2 separate regions of the Mus musculus genome follow, and region 2 is linked to region 1. The links are chromatin contacts, called in public Hi-C maps. All regions are on one chromosome and are shown on one strand. The core of a region is the stretch at or near the end of the contact, and the rest is flanking DNA. Distances in the headings are between cores, read along the strand shown. Region 1 holds the start of Gaa (glucosidase, alpha, acid). Region 2 overlaps Card14 (caspase recruitment domain family, member 14).

Region 1 (4,153 bases), core at 791-3,290:
CCACTCACCCGCCTACCCCGCCCTGGACACACCCACCGAAACGTGGCCTTCTCCAGTACTTGCTGTTTAGAAATGAAAGCTAGCCTGGAGAGATGGCTCAGTGGTTAAGGGCACTGATTGCTCTTCCAGGTTCCCTGAGTTCAATTCCCAGCAATCACATGGTGGCTCACAACCATCTGTAATGGAATCTGGTGCCCTCTTCTGACGTGCAGGAAGAACACTGTTCATAGTAAATAAATTTTTTTAAAAAAAGAAAGGAGCGACGGAGGGAGGGAGGGGGGGAGGGAGGATGGAAGGAAGGAAGGAAGGAAGGAAGGAAGGAAGGAAGGAAGGAAGGAAGAAAGGAAGGAAGGAAGGAAGGTGAAAGCAGCAGCTGTTTCAGTAGTGCACCTGTAAGCTCTGGCTGGGCTTGTTTTAGAGTTTTCTGATCGTCTGACAGCCCTAGGGAACTAGGCTCAGCCGCCTGTCTCCAGTACCAATTAAAGAGACAACAGTGAACAGCAGAGAAAGGGGGTTTAGTTGGTGTGGCCACTTTGGGAGGTAAAACAGATGGGAATGGAACAAATTGGGGGCGGGGGTGTGTCCTGGTGTGAGCTCTAACTCTGAATAGGGCAGAAGAGCTGTGTAGCCAAGCATGCTTGGTCACGGGACGCTCCTGTCTGTTAGGAGACCTCTGCAGAGCAGGGGTTTCCCTGTCGGACCCCAGAATAGGCACAAGCCACCAGGAACAAAGGTGAAGAACAGCAGCAAATGACTCGGCAGGTGTAAGGGGGGATGGGCGGGCCCAAGACAGGGTCTCTGTGTACCGTTGGCTATCCTGGAACTCACTCTGTATGTACACCAGGCTGTCCTGAAAATCAGAGCTCCACTTGCTTCTGCCTCACAGTGCTGGGATCAAAGGCGTGTGCTGCCATTGTTGGCTGCTGGTGTCATTTTTAAGAAGAGAGAAGGGGCCGGGCGTGGTGGCGCACGCCTTTAATCCCAGCACCCGGGAGGCAGAGGCAGGCGGATTTCTGAGTTCGAGGCCAGCCTGGTCTACACAGAGAAACCCTGTCTCAAAAAACCACACAAAAAAAAAAAAAAAAAAAAAAGAAGAGAGAAGGGGAGGCCTGTGTTAGGATGGGCTAGCATGCGGTGGTAAGGTTTGGTTTGGTGTATTAATTACATGAACCAAAGGGGGCTTCGGATTGCTGGACTTCAATACTTTAACAGCTGGCCCCTGGCAGTCAGCCTTAGGCGGAGGAAGTGGCCAAATAAGGGAAGAGACCTTGATGGCTAGCTTTAGGAATGTAATCTAATGTTTGTTTGTTTTGTTTTGTTTTGTTTTTCTTTAGCAAGGCAGAGGGAATGGGCACAAGGGAAAGATTGCCAGAGCCAAGCTCAGCACATTCAAGCTGGCCAGAGTCCATCCACCTTCCCTCGCTGGCCAGTCCTCTTGGCTCTCATTATCCTGCCTGCACACACTGTGCTCCGACAAGCTGCCAGAGCTGAGGACACCGTCTTCTCAGGCCTTTCTCCTCTCCCAGCATGGGATGGGGAGGGGGGCGTTGAATTTCTTGGTGTACATTGTTTCAAAAGTTTGACAGCCAGAGGCACAAATGCCCCTCCACCCCCCAGTGGTCCCAGCAGTACAGGAGAGTCAGGGCCTTGCACATGGTAGGCCAGTGCTCTACCCCTATCTACATCCGGCCTGCCAACTTTGGTTTTTGAAACAGAGTTTCACCAGGTGTCGTATGCTGGCCTCAAATTGTCAATCTTTCTTGCTGCTGCTTCCCGAGTGCTGGGATCACATGCCTGCACTACTACCCCGGGCTTCTGGCTCAATGTATGACCTGCATCATACTTATATCAAATGCCCCGGATCATTTACTGTTTCACCATCGTAGGTTTTCTGTGCGATCACGTGTTTGACTCTGACTCCAGGTCTGGGCTGGTTTAATCTACTGGAGCTTTTGCAACGCGATGACGTCCTATGGCTGCCATTCCAACACCTGCGCTCACTGTCGCCCTCAGCCACTAGGGGGCGCAGCGATAACACTCACACGGACTCCGCCGCCTACGCAGGAGGTCGTGTGACGAGGTCCGCGCGGACGAGCCCCGCCCACAGACCACGTGACCCACGCTGCCCGCTGAGCCTGGGGGTCTTCGGCCTGGAGGGTGATTGCGCAGGTGAGCTGGGCGAGCTGGTGAAGGCTGTCTCCGGCCCCAGAGCCTCCGGAGGAGCGGCCTCCTCCAGGCAGGCAGGGCCGACTGTCAGCGAGTTCCTGCTTTGGAGAATCGAGCAGAGACACGCGGCATAGGTGAGACCCCCGACCCAGGCAGCCACGGACGGTGACCTTAGTAAGACAGCAGGCTCCGGTAAAGTCCGGGATTCTAGTTCGTGCCCGCAGTACCAGGCGGGCAAAGCTCTGTGTGTATGTGACGCAGGGGGAAACTGAGGCACAGAGAAACCGAGAACCTTCACTTTGACCTCCCGTGTCTGACAGGTTGGATTTGGACACGCCTGTGCCTGGTGACGCAGCGATCCAGCTGCTTTCCAGAAAGCAAGCTTGAGGTCACCAGGTCAGCCGTGGCCTCTGAGTTCAGTTCCTTCCCATGTTTTTTTCTCTAAATTGTGGCTGAGAGAACGGGCCTCAGCTGCCTGCTCCCAGTTTCTGGGACTTTGTTCTAATGCGTGTGTTTCTGAGTTGCGCCCTGCGGCCTCCTTGGAGGGTCCTGGAAAATGCAGATTCCCACCCTGCCCCGCAGAATTTGAGCCTGCGAGTGTCCTTAGATGCTGAATCATGGTCAGTGTCACTTACGTCTGGAAGGGCCAGGTGGAGCTGGGCCTTACTCGGCAGTAAAGACAAAATGGGTCTCTGGTCTTCGAGCCAGATCCACACACTGGATCTTTCTGTGGCTCATTATGGTGGCTCATTATGGCCGCTGGGCACCTGAAAGACCAAGGCGTGATTGGAGGGTAGGAAACTGCAGCCTACGCAAGCACTCCAACTCCCTCAAGATGCTGGAGAATCACTCACCATGGTAACGGATTTCAGTCATGCCTACGTAACCGAAGGCCCACAGAACTGAACAGAGCTGGCTGTGGTCTCCAATGCCAGAAAGCCCAGCGTGTAGGAGATGGTGGCAGGGACCCAAGCCATCCCTGGCTTCATAGCAAGTTAAGGCAAGCCTGGGCTACTGCAGACCCTGTCTCAACATGGCAGCCACGTGGGTTCAGAGACCATCCCAGTTGATCAACACATTTGAGTGTTGGGAGCCTGGGAGCCACTCCCAACCGTTCTCCACCCATTTCTTCATTCTGGCTGTTCTTGAGTTACAGCTTTCAAAACCAACCAACCAGTAAATATAAGTGAAGTGCTTTTCTGAGTTCTGTGAGATAGTCTAGTGAATTGCCAAACTTGGTGCATGGTGTAGGGGTCCTCGGAACCACCATGGTCTATAGGCAGTCCATCAGAGAGGTATGGCGGCAACCTGGGGCTTACTGGCATCTAGGCGTGGCAGAGCCCCAGCCGGGTCATAGTTAACAACCCCCTCCTGGACTGGAAAACTGGGGAGCCACTAGCCGGAGAAAGTCACAGGAATTGTGGGTAAACACTGCCAACCAGAAGCACCCTGACTCACCAATGGCCACAGTTGGTCCCCAAGTGCTAATCAGTATTCACAGCTGCCTCTTCTGCAGCCGGGCCATCTCCTGAGTGTGTCTGGTGACCCTGAGAACCGTCCTCTGTGCTGAGCCCCACCACATGGAGAAGTCACCCCAGCCTTCTACCCAAGCCCCATTTCCAGAAGGCCCACACTCCTGCAGCTAGTGAACCCTGTGGCCCAGTCCTGGGCTCTTCACTCCCAACTTCCTCCCCTTGGGGTAGGACTTGGGTGTGGTGGCTCTTCCACCTTCCCACTCACCCTTTTCTCTTACACAGAAGGCCCTGCGATAAAGTCCTGGCTCCCTCACATCTGTCTGTACCTGTGTTGTGGGCCCATGTCTGCAGAGACACCCTCTGCCTCTGAGGAGTCTCCCATTGTCTCCTGTACCTGGCTTCTGTCTTCCCTTCCGTTGCTCTGGGGAAGATGCTCTGGCTGCCTCCTTCCACCTCCTGGCAGTGTGTGTGGGTGTTGTGTGAGAAACCCCACCCACACTGATACTGGCTCC
Region 2 (3,708 bases), core at 214-2,713, 72 kb after region 1:
CCCTACACCATGAAAGACATGGAGCCTGGCACCATCCCCAACTATTCACAGTGAGTAGCTGCTGCTGGCACTGCACAACCCCGCAGATGTCCCAAGGACAACATCTGCCTGTCTCAGTTGAGTGTTGAGGTCCCTCCACCTTCCAGAATCTTCGCTGCACTATAGCAGAGTGCCTGCCCAAGATAAAGAGTGAAGAAAAGGTTTACTTGAGTGCATGGGTCTGCTGGTGGTAGGTGCCTCTCTGTTATGTGCCCTGGCATTAGCTCCACTGGGACCAGTGTAGGGCAATTAAATTAGCATGGCCTGGCCTGGCCTGAGGCCTAGGAGATATTTTCAAGGCCTGAGTCTATGCGCCCAGGGTGGAACACTCCTGCTCCCTGCCTGTGTCACACTTGTCCTTGAGGAGGCTCAGTCAGGCTGTCAGAGCCTCTCTTCCTTCATTTGCTCAGGGCTCAGCAGCAGCTTCTGGCCCTCATCCAGGACATGACTCAACGGTGCACAGTCCCCCGCAAGGTGAGGCTCTGGCAGAAGGGTATGGTGCCCCTGGGGTGGGCTGGAAGGGAGCGGGGTGCTGTGGAATCCTGTGTGAGGGGTGTGGACCACTGAGCTGAGCAGGGCACTATCTGGACCCTGTGTTCCCCACCAAGCCCTGTGGGCCTGCAGGCCCTTGGAATGGGCCGTGTGAACACACCGGCCTGGTTTCAGAGTGGCCCCTGCTCTTCCTCACTTTCCCAGTCTCCTGTCACCAACCCACCCCCTGTTCTTGTTTCCTCTGAGGTCGGGCACCTTGTTCTCTTGGGACACAGAGCACCTTTCACTTTGAGCACCCATCTGTCCCTGAGCAAGGTGCTAGGATATCCCTGCCCGGAGCATGGCAATGCTAAGTCGGGAGAGGGCCTGCTCTTCTCTCTGCCTATTGCACCCTACCCCTTCCTGCAGAGCCCTGCTGCCTGAGGCCCCTCCCCTGCCTCTCACCCCTGGTGTGGGGCCTGGGAAGCCCGGTTGCTCATGGCACAGCCTGATTGTTCAGAGGCTGTTCTGGATTTGCTTATGTGGCAGGGTGCTGAAGCAGGGAGGGGGTGTCAGGCCCCAAACCCAGTACTGATGGCTGAGCCTGCTCTCTTTCCTGTCCCCCTGTTCCTCCCGTGACAGCCTCCTGGAGGACCACAGAAGTTAGTACGAATTGTCAGTGTGGACAAAGCCGCTGTCAGTCCTCTGACTTCATCCTTTGACCAAAGCCAGTGGGATTCTGGCAAGGAGGAAGGTGAGGCCTGGCTGGTTGGCATAGGGACCATGTGGGCATTGGGGGTCACTTCTGAGCAGTACCATCAAGGTGGTGTCTCTCACTCGGGCCGGGGGCTGTTGTCTGTTTGTTTAGATGTTTTGCATGCATGTATGTATGTATGTATGAACGTACTTATGTGTACTATTGACATGCAGTGTCCCCGGAGGCCAGTAGAGGGCATCAGATCCATTGTGATTGAGTTACAGGTGGTTGTGAGTCACTATGTGGGTAATTGGAATTAAAGTCTGTTGAAGAGCAGCCAGTGCTCTTAACAGCAAAACCATCTCTCCAACATCCCCCCACCCCAGGCTGTTTTTTACGGATCATAATAAATATCTACCCACCTTCTGAACAGCAACTGAGCATCACATTTGATGTCTTCTAAATGGCCGTGCCCCACTCTGAGGCCCGACCCAGTGAAACTATACAAAAGCTACTAGCCCACAAGTGTGTGCAGGAACAGTAAAACCTACCAATCGCCCAGTGTTCTGTAAGGAAGGTCACTAGGTGACCAGTGTATGCACGTGGTCATGCTAGAGGTCTGACTGGTGTAAGCCCACGGGTAACAACTACAGAGTGAAGCTGATCAGAAGTGAGTCTGGTAGTAGGGAAATAATTCGTTTTCTTTAAGACAGTTTGGATGCCTAATCTAAGCTGGGTACTGGGGCCTAGGAGATGGCTCTGCTGTTAAGAACACTTACTGCCCTTGGAGAGGGCCCGGGTTTGGTTACAACACCCAAATTAGACAGCTTACAACCACTTGTAACTCCATCCTACAGGATCCAATGCTGTCTTCTAGCCTCTGCAAGCAATGGTATGCGCGCACACACACACACACACACACACACACCACCAAAACATGTAAAAGTAAAAATAAACCTTTTCAAAAATAAGGTTGATATTGAAAACAGGAGCTACCTAAATAACCCAGGGTCCAGGAGGGAGGAGGCTGAGGACGCTGTGGCCTGAGGGGCAGGGATGAACGGCATGGATGAGGAGGGGGAAGAGTTGGGGTGAAGGGCAGGACCCTCACACCCTTCAGGAGGAACCAAGCTCCTCCTATCCTCAGAGGTTCATTCTGAAGAGCTGTGAGCTCTGTAGCAGCTGTGCCAGCATGCACAGTTAGCATAGCAGCTGTGCCAGCATGCACAGTTAGCATAGCAGCTGTGCCAGCATGCAGTTAGCAGCACTGAAATTGAGAATGCCCCCCACAATCAGTGTCTCCTGGGAGAGAGGGGGCAGGGACACAGGTGGGAGATGGTCACAACCTCTGTCCTCTGCAGGTGGTCCTAGCGTGTGCTTCTGGTCAGAGAGCTGCTTCACCCTGGCACCGTACACCCTGGTGCACCCCCACAGGCCTGCCCGGCCCCGGCCTGTGCTGTTTGTGCCTAGATTAGTTGGAAGGATCCTGGGTAAAAAGCTGTGTCTCCTCCAAGGTTTTAAGCAATGTTCAGCAGGTACGTGCTCCTCAGTCAAGCGACCAGAGCAGGGGACCATAAATTCAGAGATACTATAACTGAGGGCCACAGATGGGACACTGAATGGTGACAACTGTCTCATGGTTCCCAGGATGTCTGACCTCAGGGCCTCACCAGAGTCCTGCTCTCTGGGGGCTGCAGGTGTGGGTCCTTCCTGGCTCATCCAACACTTTAGGTGTGTGGGAAGTCCCCAGTCCCATCTTGGCTTTGGTCATTTCAGACCAGTTCAGTATGTGTGTCTTTGTCTATACATGACCTTCTTAGGGGCTATCATAACCAAGTATTGTTTCACATAAAGACCCTACTTCCAAAGAAAGTCCATTTTGGGTTCTTATGGGCATGAGAGAGATGGGACATTACCCCTCCCTCCAACACAGGCACATTGAAAACAGATGCCTTAGCAGGGCAGCATGGCTTGAGGGTTCTGTCAGTTTTCTATCAGCCACGAGGCAGTTTCATTTTATTTTTTTATTTGAGCCAAAGTTTCTCTGTATGGCTCTGTAGACCAGGCTGGCCTTGAATTCAGAGATCCAACATGGAGGCTTCATGAAAGTGCTTTCTAGGGCTGGTGAGATGGCTCAGTGGGTAAGAGCACCTGACTGCTCTTCCTGAAGGTCCCGAGTTCAAATCCCAGCAACCACATGGTGGCTCACAACCATCTGTAATGAGATCTGACTCCTTCTTCTGGAGTGTCTGAAGACAGCTACAGGGTACTTACATATAATAAATAAATCTTTAAAAAAAAAGAAAGTGCTTTCTAATATGCAGGCCCATAGGCTCAGGAAAGACTGACAGGGCTAGGTTACCTACACTGTGAGCTGACAGAGTTCATCCTAGTCTCTTGACTTTCAGAAAAGAGAGGGAAGCAGGCCCCATCCAAGAGGCTCCTCCAACAAACACCTTCCTTGGCTAGCATTCATGGGAAAGTGGAAGACACTGAGTTCT

Evidence for each region. Hi-C and Micro-C count contacts between places; a contact is called where the count stands out from the background.
Region 2: a contact with region 1 is called in a Hi-C map of the N1E-115 cell line, with 4 times the contacts expected there. The contact joins the enhancer-like site here to the promoter of Gaa in region 1. A contact is called at or near these places in 4 of 484 Hi-C or Micro-C datasets (the HL-1 cell line, the N1E-115 cell line and embryonic stem cells), 2 of 115 datasets of contacts at active chromatin or transcription factors (embryonic stem cells and pancreatic cancer cells) and 4 of 9 other capture datasets (adipose tissue, embryonic stem cells, liver and 1 more).

What each region holds. Positions count from the first base shown.
Region 1 is chr11:119,265,923-119,270,075 of GRCm38.p6, forward strand. Gaa (glucosidase, alpha, acid) reads left to right here and starts at 2,041. Exons shown (of 20, transcript NM_008064.4): 1 at 2,041-2,300.
Region 2 is chr11:119,338,423-119,342,130 of GRCm38.p6, forward strand. It overlaps Card14 (caspase recruitment domain family, member 14), which reads left to right. Exons shown (of 23, transcript NM_130886.4): 17 at 1-50; 18 at 450-513; 19 at 1,153-1,264; 20 at 2,569-2,742. Among named protein-coding and RNA genes, the nearest start is that of Sgsh, 15 kb to the right of the region's middle. Within about 2 kb of position 1,464, at least 23 of the 459 cell types and tissues checked have an H3K27ac peak or open chromatin away from gene starts, as enhancers often do. A contact at or near this core is called in the N1E-115 cell line and pancreatic cancer cells, where this site is marked.